2 separate regions of the Ovis aries genome follow, and region 2 is linked to region 1. A link is a contact called in public Hi-C data. All regions are on one chromosome and are shown on one strand. The core of a region is the stretch at or near the end of the contact, and the rest is flanking DNA. Distances in the headings are between cores, read along the strand shown. Region 1 has its middle 32 kb from the start of GPR12. Region 2 has its middle 48 kb from the start of WASF3.

The links. Hi-C and Micro-C count contacts between places; a contact is called where the count stands out from the background.
Region 2: a Hi-C map of liver shows a contact between it and region 1, with 2.5 times the contacts expected there. The contact joins two enhancer-like sites. A contact is called at or near these places in 7 of 16 Hi-C or Micro-C datasets (hypothalamus, liver, muscle and 3 more).

What each region holds. Positions count from the first base shown.
Region 1 is chr10:33,187,101-33,193,839 of ARS-UI_Ramb_v3.0, reverse strand. No RefSeq gene overlaps it. Among named protein-coding and RNA genes, the nearest start is that of GPR12, 32 kb to the right of the region's middle. Within about 2 kb of position 2,564, at least 4 of the 54 cell types and tissues checked have an H3K27ac peak or open chromatin away from gene starts, as enhancers often do. A contact at or near this core is called in liver, where this site is marked.
Region 2 is chr10:33,317,428-33,324,611 of ARS-UI_Ramb_v3.0, reverse strand. No RefSeq gene overlaps it. Among named protein-coding and RNA genes, the nearest start is that of WASF3, 48 kb to the right of the region's middle. Within about 2 kb of position 2,176, at least 9 of the 54 cell types and tissues checked have an H3K27ac peak or open chromatin away from gene starts, as enhancers often do. A contact at or near this core is called in liver, where this site is marked.

The DNA of each region.
Region 1 (6,739 bases), core at 1,315-3,814:
ATAGGCAAAACACTCTCAGACATAAATCACAGCAGGATCCTCTATGATCCACCGCCCAGAATTCTGGAAATAAAAGCAAAAATAAACAAATGGGACCTAATTAAAATTAAAAGCTTCTGCACAACAAAGGAAAATATAAGCAAGGTGAAAAGACAGCCTTCTGAATGGGAGAAAATAATAGCAAATGAAGCAACTGACAAACAACTAATCTCAAAAATATACAAGCAACTTATGCAGCTCAATTCCAGAAAAATAAACGACCCAATCAAAAAATGGGCCAAAGAACTAAATAGATATTTCTCCAAAGAAGACATACGGATGGCTAACAAACACATGAAAAGATGCTCAACATCACTCATTATTAGAGAAATGCAAATCAAAACCACAATGAGTTACCACTTCACACCAGTCAGAATGTCTGCGATCCAAAAATCTGCAAGCAATAAATGCTGGAGAGGGTGTGGAGAAAGGGAACCCTCCTACACTGTTGGTGGGAATGCAAACTAGTACAGCCACTATGGAGAACAGTGTGGAGATTCCTTAAAAAATTGCAAATAGAACTACCTTATGACCCAGCAATCCCACTGCTGGGCATACACACCGAGGAAACCAGAATTGAAAGAGACACATGTATCCCAATGTTCATCGCAGCACTGTTTATAATAGCCAGGACATGGAAACAACCTAGATGTCCATCAGCAGATGAATGGATAAGCAAGCTGTGGTACATATACACAATGGAGTATTACTCAGCCGTCAAAAAGAATTCATTTGAATCAGTTCTGATGAGATGGATGAAACTGGAGCCGATTATACAGAGTGAAGTAAGCCAGAAAGAAAAACACCAATACAGTATACTAACACATATATATGGAATTTAGAAAGATGGCAATGACAACCCTGTATGCAAGACAGGAAAAAAGACACAGATGTGTATAACGGACTTTTGGACTCAGAGGGAAAGGGAGAGGGTGGGATGATGTGGGAGAATGGCATTCTAACATGTATACTATCATGTAAGAATTGAATCGCCAGTCTATGTCTGACGCAGGATACAGCATGCTTGGGGCTGGTGCATGGGGATGACCCAGAGAGATGTTATGGGGAGGGAGGTGGGAGGGGGGTTCATGTTTGGGAACGCATGTAAGAATTAAAGATTTTAAAATTTAAAAAAAATTAAAAAATAAAAAATAAAGACTTTTTAATATATCTAGGATGGAAAAAAAAATAAAACCAGTTGAGTTAAAAAAAATTAATAAATAAAAATTAAAAAAAAATATATATATATATATATATATATTTTTTTAAGTTCCCCCACCCCCTTTCACGGCCCTTAGAACTGGTATGTGAGGCAAGTTTATGATGAGAGGCACGGGGCCCTAACCCCCAGCTCTGGGGGGACGGCAACAGGAATGAAAGCCAAGCACTGCCTTGGTTTTCTAGAGTCACGTGTTTTACAAAAGATGCTTCTGTGTGGGCTGGTTGGATGTCTGTCATGTGGGGTGGGAAGTGGGGAAAGCAGCTCCGTCTCCCTAAGTCCAGTCGGACTGCAGGTGCAGGACTGACCCAAGCAGGTGGGTCCCCTAGCTGGTCCCAGGGTGGGGGGTGCCCTAGGGTGTCCCTTTCCATTTGGTAACTGACTTTAAATGGGAAAGAGCTTCCCTGGTGGCCACAACGGTAAAGAATCTGCCTGCAGTGCAGGAGACCCAGGTTCAATCCTTGGGTCAGGAAGTTCCCCTGGAGAAGGGAATGGCTACCCACTCCAGTATTGCCTGGAGAAGCTCATAGACAAGAGGAGCCTGGTGGAGTACACAGTCCACGGGGTTGCAAAGAGTCAGACAAGCGAGCAACTAACACTTTAGATGGGAAACAGTAAAGATTTTTGGCTGGATCCCACACCTGATGACATGGTCATCTGCCCTCTGCTAAGACAAGTGGCCAAAGAGACTCATCTACATACTGGTGGGCCCTCCAGCTCATCAGGAATACTGGGCGCCTGTGTTCAGCCTGAGGGCCCAGGGAGCCTGGGGCTGACCCAGCCGAAGCCCGCCCACCCCGGCGCGGCCTGGCCGCGGAACTCATTCCAGCCTCTCCCGGAAGGAGGGAGCAAAACCGTCTATCCTAAGGCCATGGAGCCATCCTAAAAGCAGGTTGGACAGAGGCCTCCTCCGAGCAGGGAGACTGGAGGCGGGGCTTCCTGCACTTTCACTTTTCACTTTCATGCCTTGGAGAAGGAAATGGCAACCCACTCCAGTGTTCTTGCCTGGAGAATCCCAGGGACGGGGGAGCCTGGTGGGCTGCCATCTATGGGGTCACACAGATCGGACACGACTGAAGCGACTCAGCAACAGCAGCAGCAGCAGTGGATGCTAATAGAGGGCAGTGAAAGGCCTGCTAGGCGTGAAAAGGACGCCCCCCCCAACCCCACACCATGGCCTGGGGCCACTGGCTCGGGGGTCGGGATGAGGTCAAGCGTCCCCTGTAGTCCAGCGGGGTGGGGCCCCAGGGAGCGGGCACTCGGGGCCTGGCAAGCAGATTGCTCCCCTCCCCCACTGCAGGGTGATACAGGGGAAGCAATCAAGTGTCCCCGAGGGCCCGTCCACCTCAGCTGGAGAAACCAGGTGGAGAGGGTGGCTAGAGGGACACCCGTGACCCCCTGTCTGCATGGTCTGAGTCTCAGCCTGACCCCTCTCTGCTCTGACTGTGGCCAGAACACCTGCCTCTCCTGCTGGGATGAAGGCGCTGGGCCGGGAGCTATAAGAACAGGACAGAACCAGGGTGATGGGAACAGGCCCCCCCCGCCCCTGGCTTCCCCATGCCCGGCCCCACGCTAGGATGGCTGTGTGAGCCGTCGGGTTGAACACGGCAGTTCTCTGCAGTGGGATGTGACCATTTCACAGGTGAGAAAAGTGAGGCCGCCTGTTTTCCCCAGGGGTCCCAGGACCAAGGTTCAAACCAGGCCTCCCAGCGGGACTCTGCTCTCTTGGCCAGGCGAACTGGCAGGAATTTGCAGGAGGACTTGGTGGGCACCTGGTAGACCCCACTGCTGTCGCTGCTCTGCCAGGAAGCCGAGGCAGGACTGCAAGGTGGGAAGCGAGAGTCAGGGCCCCAGTGCACCCCAGAGGTGGACGAGTCCACCCAGGCAAAGTGACAACACGGCCTCTTCATGGTGGGTGGCAGGCCTGCTGGTCCCCTTGTTGCTTAGTCACTCAATTGTGTCCAACTCTTTGTGACCCTGTGGACTGTGGCCAACCAGGCTCCTCTGTCCATGGGATTGTCCAGGCGATGATGCTGGAGTGGGTTGTCATGCCCTTCTCCAGGGGATCTTCCTGACCCAGAGATTGAACCCTCTTGCGTCTCTTGCATTGGCAGGCAGATTTTTACTAGCACCACCTGGGAAGCCCTGCTGGTCCACCTGCTGGTTGCCTGCTTGGACTGCAAGCAATTTGACTCCACCAGCTCCAGAGCCCTGGTGGAGAGGGAAATGGTGTGGGGAGGGGAGGGTGATGAGTAGGGGGTCCATGCACCCATTTCATTGTTTTTGGAAGGTTTATGCACAATGGAACCATCCTGGCATCAAAGCTTCATGGTCAAGACAACCCTGCTTTGGGCCCCACTGATGTCTGAAGAGTGGTGTGTAGGCAGGGAGCTGGCCTAGACCTCCCTGGGGATTGGTGCGGGTGCCTAGCCTGACCCCTCCCTCCCACGGGTGGCCTTCGCCTGGTGAGAGACGCACACAGCCGGTGGACAGGTCCCCTCGGTGCTCTAGGCCAGGCAGGGAGATGGGAAGGTGCGCGTTTTGGGGTCAGACTCATGGGCACTGGAGGCGGGAGTGGGTCTGTGTGAATGATGACCCCAAGGTGGGCCTGCATCTCATACCTCCTGCACAGAGAGCTGCTGAGCGGGTGCTGCTACCAGCGCCCTCCACCCACCCCACCCCGGCCCCCCACCCCCGCGGCCCCCCAACCCCCCACCCCCCGTCTCTCTACCCCCGCCCCCATGCCACACCCGGGGCTTCACAGCGCTGTGGAGGAGGCTCAGTCCCAGGGGCTGTGGTCTTGGGGTCCCTGGAAGTGACTGAGGGTTCAGCAAGGTGGAATCTGAGACAATCACCCCTGGAGTCATCTGGGCAGGAGCGCGGCTTGGGGCTCAGCATCGGCACGACCTCTGACCCCCAGCACATCTCCTGTTCCCTTGGGGACTGAGTGAGCCGGGCGCTGGCACTTAACCCTGAGGCCGTCTGGAAACCTGCCTTGAATGGAACTGCATCACCCCAGAGTCCTGTGGAGGATGGTGGGGCCGGAGTCCCTGGATGGACTCTCCAGGGAGACCAGACAGCGCTGTACTGAAAGAGCTCGAGAGACGGACGGCTCTGACCCACCTCTCCTATTCCGTCCACCGAGGCACCCACGCGATGTAAGCCCGCAGAACAGACCGGATGCAGAGAGCGTCTGGCCTCGCTCTTAAAGCGCGTTGCGGTCACTAGGGGCTTCCGGGCCTCTGAGGGCACCGCCCTGCGCTTCTCCGGGGAAGCGCCGCCCCCTAGCGGCCGCGTGGTGGGACAGCTGCGCCTCTGCGGCCCTTCTTCGCACCCCTTCGCTTCCCTCTCTCATTCCTCCATCAAACAGGTGAGTGTTTCTCACTCACCATGGTTGGGAGGGAACTGGGACGTATTCCCCCAAGGGCGATTAGCAAACATCTATCAAGACTGCACATGCCTGTGATCCAGCAAGTCCATCTTGTGCAGGACTTCTCCAGAAGTAGTATTTCTGGACCCGCATTCCCTTCCAGTGTCAGGAGCGGATTCTATTTCCCTCCTGTTGGAGCCGGGTGGGGTTTTGGGGGCTGCTTCTCTGCAAGCCAGACTTCCCAGCAGAGGTCACAAAGACAAGGAAGCCTGGCTCAGAACCCACCTCTGGGGTTAGCCTCCAAGTTGTGAGGAAGCCCACTAGCGGGGTCACATTAAGGTCTGGTTCCAGCTGGCACCCAGCATTGCCTGCCAGGCCTGGGAGTGGGAGAGACCCCTGCCGAGGACTGGAGTCCCCACAGCCCACCATTGCTGGGGCAATGACATCCATTCCCACTGAGTTCTGCCAGCTGAAACTGCAGATTTGTGAGCAAAAATAAATGTCCCCTTAGGTTACTCAGACTTGGGGTAATTGGTTACACACCTTTAGGAACTGAAATATACTCCATTCGCTGGCACAGAGAGGTGTTTCCAGCTTATTTGCACACTGCAAAATGACATCCTCCCCCACAGCATGGTTTGAAATAACAGAATATTGGAGACAGCCTCCTGTTCCAGCGACAGAATACAAATTAAATTATAGAATTTAATGTATACACAATGGAATACTCTGCCACTGTACAAAATGTGAGGGTGTTTTAAATGAATTAATATGATTTTCAAGATAAATCATTAAAGTGAAAAAACAAAGGTTGGAAAAATGTGCATATATGCCATTCGTTGTATAAGAAAGAAAAAACATGTCTTTAACAGTTACAACTGGACATGGAACAACAGACTGGTTCCAAATAGGAAAAGGAGTACGCCAAGCCTGTATATTGTCACCCTGCTTATTTAACTTCTATGCAGAGTACATCATGAGAAATGCTGGACTGGAAGAAACACAAGCTGGAATCAAGATTGCCAGGAGAAATATCAATAACCTCAGATATGCAGATGACACTACCCTTATGGCAGAAAGTGAAGAGGAGCTAAAGAGCCTCTTGATGAAAGAGAAAGAGGAGAGTGAAAAAGTTGGCTTAAAGCTCAACATTCAGAAAACGAAGATCATGGCATCCAGTCCCATCACTTTATGGGAAATAGATGGGGAAACAGTGGAAACAGTGTCAGACTTTATTTTGGGGGGCTCCAAAATCACTGCAGATGGTGATTGCAGCCATGAAATTAAAAGATGCTTACTCCTTGGAAGAAAAGTTATGACCAACCTAGATAGCATATTCAAAAGCAGAGACATTACTTTGCCGACTAAGGTCAGTCTAGTCAAGGCTATGAGGTCATGTATGGATGTGAGAGTTGGACTGTGAAGAAGGCTGAGTGCCGAAGAATTGATGCTTTTGAACTGTGGTGTTGGAGAAGACTCTTGAGAGTCCCTTTGACTGCAAGGAGATCCAACCAGTCCATTCTGAAGGAGATCAACCCTGGGATTTCTTTGGACGGAATGATGCTAAAGCTGAAACTCCAGTACTTTGGCCACCTCATGAGAAGAGTTGACTCATTGGAAAAAACTCTGATGCTGGGAAGGATTGGGGGCAGGAGAAGGGGACGACCGAGGATGAGATGGCTGGATGGCATCACGGACTCGATGGACGTGAGTCTGAGTGAACTCCGGGAATTAGTAATGGACAGGGAGGCCTGGCGTGCTGCAATTCATGGGGTCGAAAAGAGTCGGACACGACTGAGTGACTGAACTGAACTGAACTTATTTTTATGTGCATAAAATATTTCTGAAAGGATCCACAGACAGTGACATTAGTACACCTCAGGAGCATACGTGTGTCTCGAGGTGGGGAAGAGGGAGCTTGCCTGCTTCCCTTTTCATAACTGTCACCTTTATAGCCAAGAAAATGTTCACCTGGGGGACCTCCCTGGTGGCTCAGTGGTAAGGAATCCACCTGCCAAACAGGAGCAGTGGGTTCGATCCCTGGGTCAGGAAGATCCCCTGGAGAATACCCACTCCAGTATTCTTGCCTGGGAAATCCCATGGAGGAGGCT
Region 2 (7,184 bases), core at 927-3,426, 130 kb before region 1:
TGTTTCCCCCACAGGTAGTGTTGATCATGCTTGATTTTCTCCTTGACATTGACTTCAGAGGCTACCTACCTGCTGCCTGAGACGTGACTCTTAGCTGACTCTCCTGCTCAGCAGGAGCTCCTGGAAGAGCAGACCACATCTAATTGTGCTTGTAGCCCAAGGGTACTCCTGGAGCACTGTAAGCCACGAGCGAGCAGGATGTGAGAGTTGGACCAGAAGGATGGTTGAGCACCAAAGAATTGATGCTTTCGCACAGTGGTGCTGGAGAAGACTCTTGAGAGCCCCTTGGACTGCGAGGAGATCCAACCAGTCCATCCTAAAGGAAATCAACCCTGAACATTCATTGGAAGGACTGATGCTGAAGCTGAAACTCCAATACTTTGGCCGCCTGATGCAAAGAACTAATTGGAAAAGACCCTGATGCTGGGAAAGGTTGAGGGCAGGAGGAGAAGGGGAAGACAGAGGATGAGATGGTTGGATGGCATCACCCACTCAGTGGACATGAGTTTCAGTAAGCTCAGGGAGTTGGTGAGGGACAGGGAAGCCTGGCGTGCTGCAGTCCATGGGGTCACAAAGAGTGGGACATGACTGAGCGACTGGACAACAACTACAAAGGAAAGCCACAAGGCTATGGTGAAGGTGTCAGGGTTCCTTAGCTGACCTGCCCTGGAAGGATGGGAGTGGGGAGCAATTCCAGCCCTGAAGAGAGTGCTGCGGGCAACCCGAGCCCGCTCCTGCACGAGGGTCAGCAGAGGGGGAAGGCGGCCTAGGGGGTCATTCCAATTCCGTCCTTCCTCTGAACCCCGCCAGTGTCACCTGGCGAGACCCCCAAGTGCTCCCAGGACGCAGGGTGAGGTGGGGGAAGATGGAAGCGGATTTGTGTGGGTCTAAGAGAAGACAGCCAACACAATCCTCTACTTTAAAGAAAAAATATGAAATTAAAATAGTTAAAACCAGAGCAAAAAGAAGAAAAAGGATATATTTTTTCTTTTAAAGATCAAAACAAAACCCACAGACTGGGAGGTTACAAACAGGCCCTTGAGCAGAAAAGATCCCCAAGATGATTTGACTGAACCTGGCAGATGCCTTATCCACATCTTAATTTACTAATTAAACATTGGGAGATTTTACACAGAAATCTGGATTTCCTGTTTTTCTCGAACAATTCCAAAATCCGACGTCATGAACCCATAGCTAGAGCTGGGAAGGTGCTGCCCCCTGGCGGGTCGACAGAGATGTGCACGATCTTCACCGCCCACCTGCGGTCTCACTCACCTGGGGTCACTTACTAGGATGCGCCCAGAGAGGCTGATGGAGCTAAAATGCAAAAATGATTCTAAGCTTTCAGAAACTGTTCAGGGCTCTTGCACCATAAAGGTAGTGTACTGATTCATCAGAAGAGGAAACTGTTTCTAGTTTCAGTTTCTGAGGAGAAACGCAAGTCCTTTTTCTCCTGTGATGTGCCGGGCTCACAAGCAGCTCGCCCAGCAGAGGGAAGGGAGATGGGAGTGATGGCTGTAAACCCACACCATGCGTGTTCCTGCTCTCGGGGCCTGAGTGCTGCTGAAGACCCTTCCATGGCTCCCCCTGGCCCCTGGAACAAGGGTTCTCAACAGGGGGGCGGATTTCTCCACCCCCACCAACTGGGGGCGAGGGGGCCATCCGGCAATGTCTGGAGACACTTTCGATGGTCATCACTGGCGAGCTCCTGCTGGCATCTTGTGGGCGTGAGCTAGAGACGCTGCTGAGCGCCCCACAGGGTGTATAGGACGTCCCTCCACCCCACCCTACCCTCGACACAGACCCATCTGGCCCTCGATGTCAGCCATGCCAGTGCTGAGAAGTCCCGCTCAAAAATAAAGTCCACGTTCACTCAGTGCCCTGGTGAGACTCCCAGTGCCAGCCTGGCTTGTGTCAGCCACCCCCTCCCTCTCCTCTGCTCCCCCTACACCGGGCACATACTCGGTTCTGTTGCCCACAAGCTCTCTCAGACATTGAGGCCTCCGTATATGCTGTTACTGCTCCCTAGAGCACCTTCACCTGCCCAGGGACAGCCCACAGCCCCAAGCATCACCGTACATGGCACCACACATCTTTTGAGGTGCTCCTGCCCCAGCCCCAGGCTACTAACGATCACCCTCCATAGTCCCCTCCGGTCTGAATCTAACCTATTGTGTCCGTGGTACTGATGGCCACTCGACACTGTCGGGTGACCACATGGCCACGCCCTCATCTCTAGTCGCCTTAAAGAAATCAAGTTCAAGTTCTCCAGAGCTGGCCTCCCGTCTCCAGCATCACCCGCAGGAAACACACAGCTCTTGGGAGGAAGTGAATGAGCCTGAAGGCTTCACTAGCTCACTTCCCAGCAGGAGCGGCTCTGGCAAGCGCCTGCGGTTCCCCACTCATTCGTTTTGTAAGTGGTTCCCGCTTGGCTTTGAAAACCCAAGAATGCAGGCAAGTTAATTACCATTTGGCATCAGTCAGCCCGGACTCACAGAAGTCCTCGTTCTACATATTTATTAAGAAATCCATCGACCCGCATTTTTCTAGACAGCAATTTCAGACACTTCCTGTCTCCAAGAAGTCATTGCTAATATCGAATTCCAGTAGTATGTGAAACCGTGGCTGGCAGCCAGTAAAACATGCTCTAAACCCCAGTCCTCCCTTGATAGCCGAGCAATTTGTGAGCAGCCTAACAGGCAGCGGATTCATTGAGCTCAAGGGGCTAAGCGTTCCTCTTCTCGTGAGGATGGACGGCCCCAGAGGAGCCACTTCTGGATGCAGAGTTGCTCACGTTCATTCGCCCTGTGTTCACGCTTCCAGAAGACCCAAAAGCCCACCTGAAGTGACAAGAGGAAGTGCTGGATGGCAGATGGAGTTTCTAGACCAGAGCCCAGCAGGTTGAGGGGGGTGAGGGGCTGGTGGCACCCCTGCCTGGTGCCACCCGGACCTCAGGTCCTCGGAGCTGAGAGCCCGTCTACCGCCCAGCGTGGCCTCGCTGTAACGTGGAGCCAGGCATCTTGTTCTTCCTCTCTGTGCAGATTTAATGCCATGTCTCTGGAATGCAACCAGAACTGCCGAAGCAGGGAGCCTTGGGGAGAGAAAGTGCCTCGAGCTGTAAATAGCAACAGAATGCAACCCTATGCTCTCTGTTGACGGGAGTTCCCTGGGGAAGGAGCCCTCCCCGCGGGAACAACATTGTCAGTCTTTCAGCACCCCCCAACCGTGGTCCGTGAAGAGGTGTGGATGGACAGCGCTGTTATTAGGAGGAGATGAGATGGGACTGACTGTCGGGATCAGGAAGCCCGCTGCGAGAACAGCCTGAGAGGCTGGGTGGTGATGGCCCCTGGAACGAAGGCCCCTGTGCACGCAACAGTGGGTGTCCCAGCTCCAAGATGACATCACCCAGCGCTCTGCACAGTGTGTCCCATAGATGAACACCCCAACCCTGAGGGCCTGAGTGATGATGTCCCCAGGGAGGCACGGGGCGTGGGAGGCAGAGTGGGGCCCGGTCCGGCCTGTTGCCCTCTGCACCGTGCCATTTCCCAGCCCTACCGGCTCGGAGCTCAGGCAACCAGCACTGGTTTTAAGTGTCTGTCTTAGTCTGTTCCAGCGACTGTAACAGAAACACTGGGTGACTTAAAAACGCAGATATTGATTTCTCACAGTCTGGAGGCAGGGAAGTCCACAATCGAGGCGCCAGAGGATCCGGTGTCTCATGAACCTCTGTTCCTCGGGTCTCACGTGGTCACTTCCCCTCCGGGACCCCACCTCCCTGGGGCCTCTTTTGTAAGGACACTAATCCCATCCGTGAGTGCTCCCCGCTCCTGACCTCATCGCCTCCCAAGTTGGGACCTGGCGTAAGAATTTTGTGGGGACACAACACCCAGGCTCCCGCACAGGAGCGGTACCTCTGCCTCTCCAACGCTCTGCAGGAGACAATTAGGCCCCACCCCGCCCCGCCCCGCCCCTCGCCACGCCTCCTACCTGGCTCCGCCTCCTTTCGCTTCCCGCCCGCCGTTCTTTTCTCCTGAATCAAAGACAGAAAAGCAGAAGGTTTGAAGGCTTCCAGCGTCTCAGACGCCCTGGATGCAGAGTCGCTGTAAGTCACCAGGCAGACTGACGTTTCTGGCGCCTGCAGGTCCCACATCCAGCCCATCCCGCTCGCCTCTTTCAGACTGGGTGACCCATGCCATTTCCTCTTGCCAAAGTAAATAACCTGCCAAAGGAAGAGTGTCAAGGGCCCTAAGGGGGTCTTTTTGGAGGAGGGGGTGTCAGACACCCCTAGATGAAGGGCCAGACGGGGCAGGAAGAACAGAGCCTATGAATTTCCATTGTTAGAGGCACAGACGGTGTGACAGCTGGTCCCCAGCCTCCCTGACCCTGTTTTGTTTCCACAGCCGGTTAGGGAAGGAGCTCCCAGGTAATTAAAACCATCCCTGGTGTTGAGACTGGAGGAATCAGCTTTCCTGCAGTCCAGCTTTCTCCCCAGTGCTGGGGGAGGGGGAGAGGCTGAGCTCTGGGAGGAAGGTGTTATTCAGGGGAAGGGTGGTGAGGACCCCAGGCCTGCCTGGATCTGGAGGCAAACCCTGGCCTTCACTGGTGATGCTGACACTCATGAAAACGGACTTTTGATAATGAAGTGGGGGGAGGGTGAAACAGACCCCGCTTTCTCTGCAACTTGATGCAAAATACAGACGATGGGTTTCTGGGCTAAGAGAGAGGGGGCCACATTCACCGTGTCCCATTTACTAGTCAGACAGGAGGGCAGACAGGCTTCCTCTGTGGCTCAGTGGTAAAGAATCCGCCTCCAAGTCAGGAGACACAGGTTTGATCCCTGGAAGGAGGAGATCCTTGGAGGGGGGCATGGCAACCCACTCCAGTATTCTTGCCTGGGAAAACTCCATGGACAGAGGAGCCTCGTGGGCTGCAGCCCATGGGGTTTCAAAGAGTCAGACACAGCTTAGCAACTAAACAACAACAACAAGAGGGTGGGCAGGAATCTGCTCTGACTCGGAGCCAAGAAGCATGGCTCCCGGGTTCATTGAATTCTGCTTCATCATTAGCCTCCCTAAGACTATTTGCTTTAAAGCTTTTAAAAAATAGTAATAGTTATGTTAGGGCTTTCTTGGAAACGGGTAACTTGATTTTCTGGCAAAACAGCTTAGCCTGTTTGGTCCCTGATGAAAAGGTCAACATCTTCCCCATACCAGTGTGCAAGCCAGTCTGCCTCTGGGAATTTGCCAAAGTCAGTAATCCCAAATCCTGAAAATTCTACATTCAGGACTGTGCTTATGACACCACTGCTTATTAGTGTGAAAGAACAGTTCAGTTCAGTCGCTCAGGTGTGTCCGACTCTTTGCCACCCCATGGACTACAGCACGCCAGGCCTCCCTGTCCATCACCAACTCCCAGAGTTTACCCAAACTCATGTCCATTGAGTCGGTGATGCCATCCAGCCATCTCATCCTGTGTCATCCCCTTCTTCTCCTGCCTTCAGTCTTTCCCAGCAGCAGGGTCTTTTCCAATGAGTCAGCTCTTTGCATCAGGTGGACAAAGTATTGGAGTTTCAGCTTCAACATCAGTCCTTCCAATGAATATTCAGGGTTGATTTCCTTTAGGATGGACTGGTTGGATCTCCTTGCAGGCCAAGGGACTCTCAAGAGTCTTCTCCAACACCACAGTTCAAAAGCATCAATTCTTTGGCTCTCAGCTTTCTTCACAGTCCAACTCTCACATCCATACATGACTACTGGAAAAACCATAGCCTTGACTAGACAGACCTTTGTTGGCAAAGTAATGTCTCTGCTTTTTAATATGTTGTCTAGGTTGGTCATAAACAGTAAACACTTTAAATAAGAACAGGGGAATAGTTATGCCAACCCTGTAACCCCCCTGTTGGGAATATTATTCAACCATTACAAATTACAAGAAGATGCTGACTTCACGGAGGAAAACTCAGGATGTAAAACTGACAGTATTTGTGTACTAGCTGGAGATAGGGAACACACCCGCCATCAAATTTGCTACATGAACAGTGATGGGGCCTTCCCTGGTGGCCCAGTGGTAGAATCCACCTGCCAGTGCTGGGGATATGGGTTCGATCTCTGGTCTGGGAAGATCCCATATGCCACAAAACAGCTAAGCCCATGTGCCATAACTACTGAGCCCACTCACCCTGGAGCCTGTTCTCCTCAACCAGAAGCCACGGAACAAGAAGCTCTTCTGTGCACCGCAAAGAAGAGTCACCCTCTCTCACAGCTAGAGAAACCCTGCAGGCAGCAACAAAGACCCAGCACAGCCAAAGATAGATAAATAAATACATTAAATTTAACTAAAAAAAAAAGAAAAGACCTCAGAAAATATCAGTATGTACTTAAAAAACAACAAACAGTGATGGCAGTAGACTGGCAGAATCATGAATAATGTCTGCATTTGCATTTCCACAATTAAACTTTTATAGCAGAAAATACGAATGCAACTTGCAAAGAAAAAATATTCCACTGACTCCCTGCGACAGTTTGTTCCTCCAGACCTGGAAGGCGGCTACCTGACTTCAAAGAGAGCCACAAGTGGAAGGCGCAGTACTGCAGAGACTCAGCGAGTCTCCCGGAGTCCACCCAGCGTGAAGTAGTCGCCGCCACAGCTGCTGCTTGTTAGGTGGTGCTAATAAAAGTGTGGTTTCTGGAACTCCTGCTGTCCTCTGAGCTGGTTGGTAGCATCAGAGTCCTCAACCAGACCGCATGTTAAACAACCAGGAGGAACCCAGGAGTCAGGAGTCAGGGCGGTAAAGGATGGGACAATCACGGGATGGGGCAGCTGAAACTGGAGCTGGGGAAAGAGAAGCCACGGCCGGCTGGTTGTCCTCCAGTGTTTGGGAAACGAACCCTGTTTTATTCTTAACATCGAGTCTCTCCTCCCTGGGGAACTGATATCTTTATCCAGGAGTGACTGAGGAAAGGTCACTGCTCTTTTTTTTTTTTTTTTTGGCTGCGCTGGGCCTTTGTGGCAGTGTGCGGGGTCAGGAATTGTGGCACATGGCTTAGGACTGCTCTTTTTTTCTTTTGGCTGCGCTGGGCCTTTGTGGCAGAGTGTGGGGTCAGGAGTTGTGGCGCATGGCTTAGGTATCCCTCAGCATGTGGGATCTTAGTTCCCCAACCAGGTATCGAACCCACGTCCCCCAC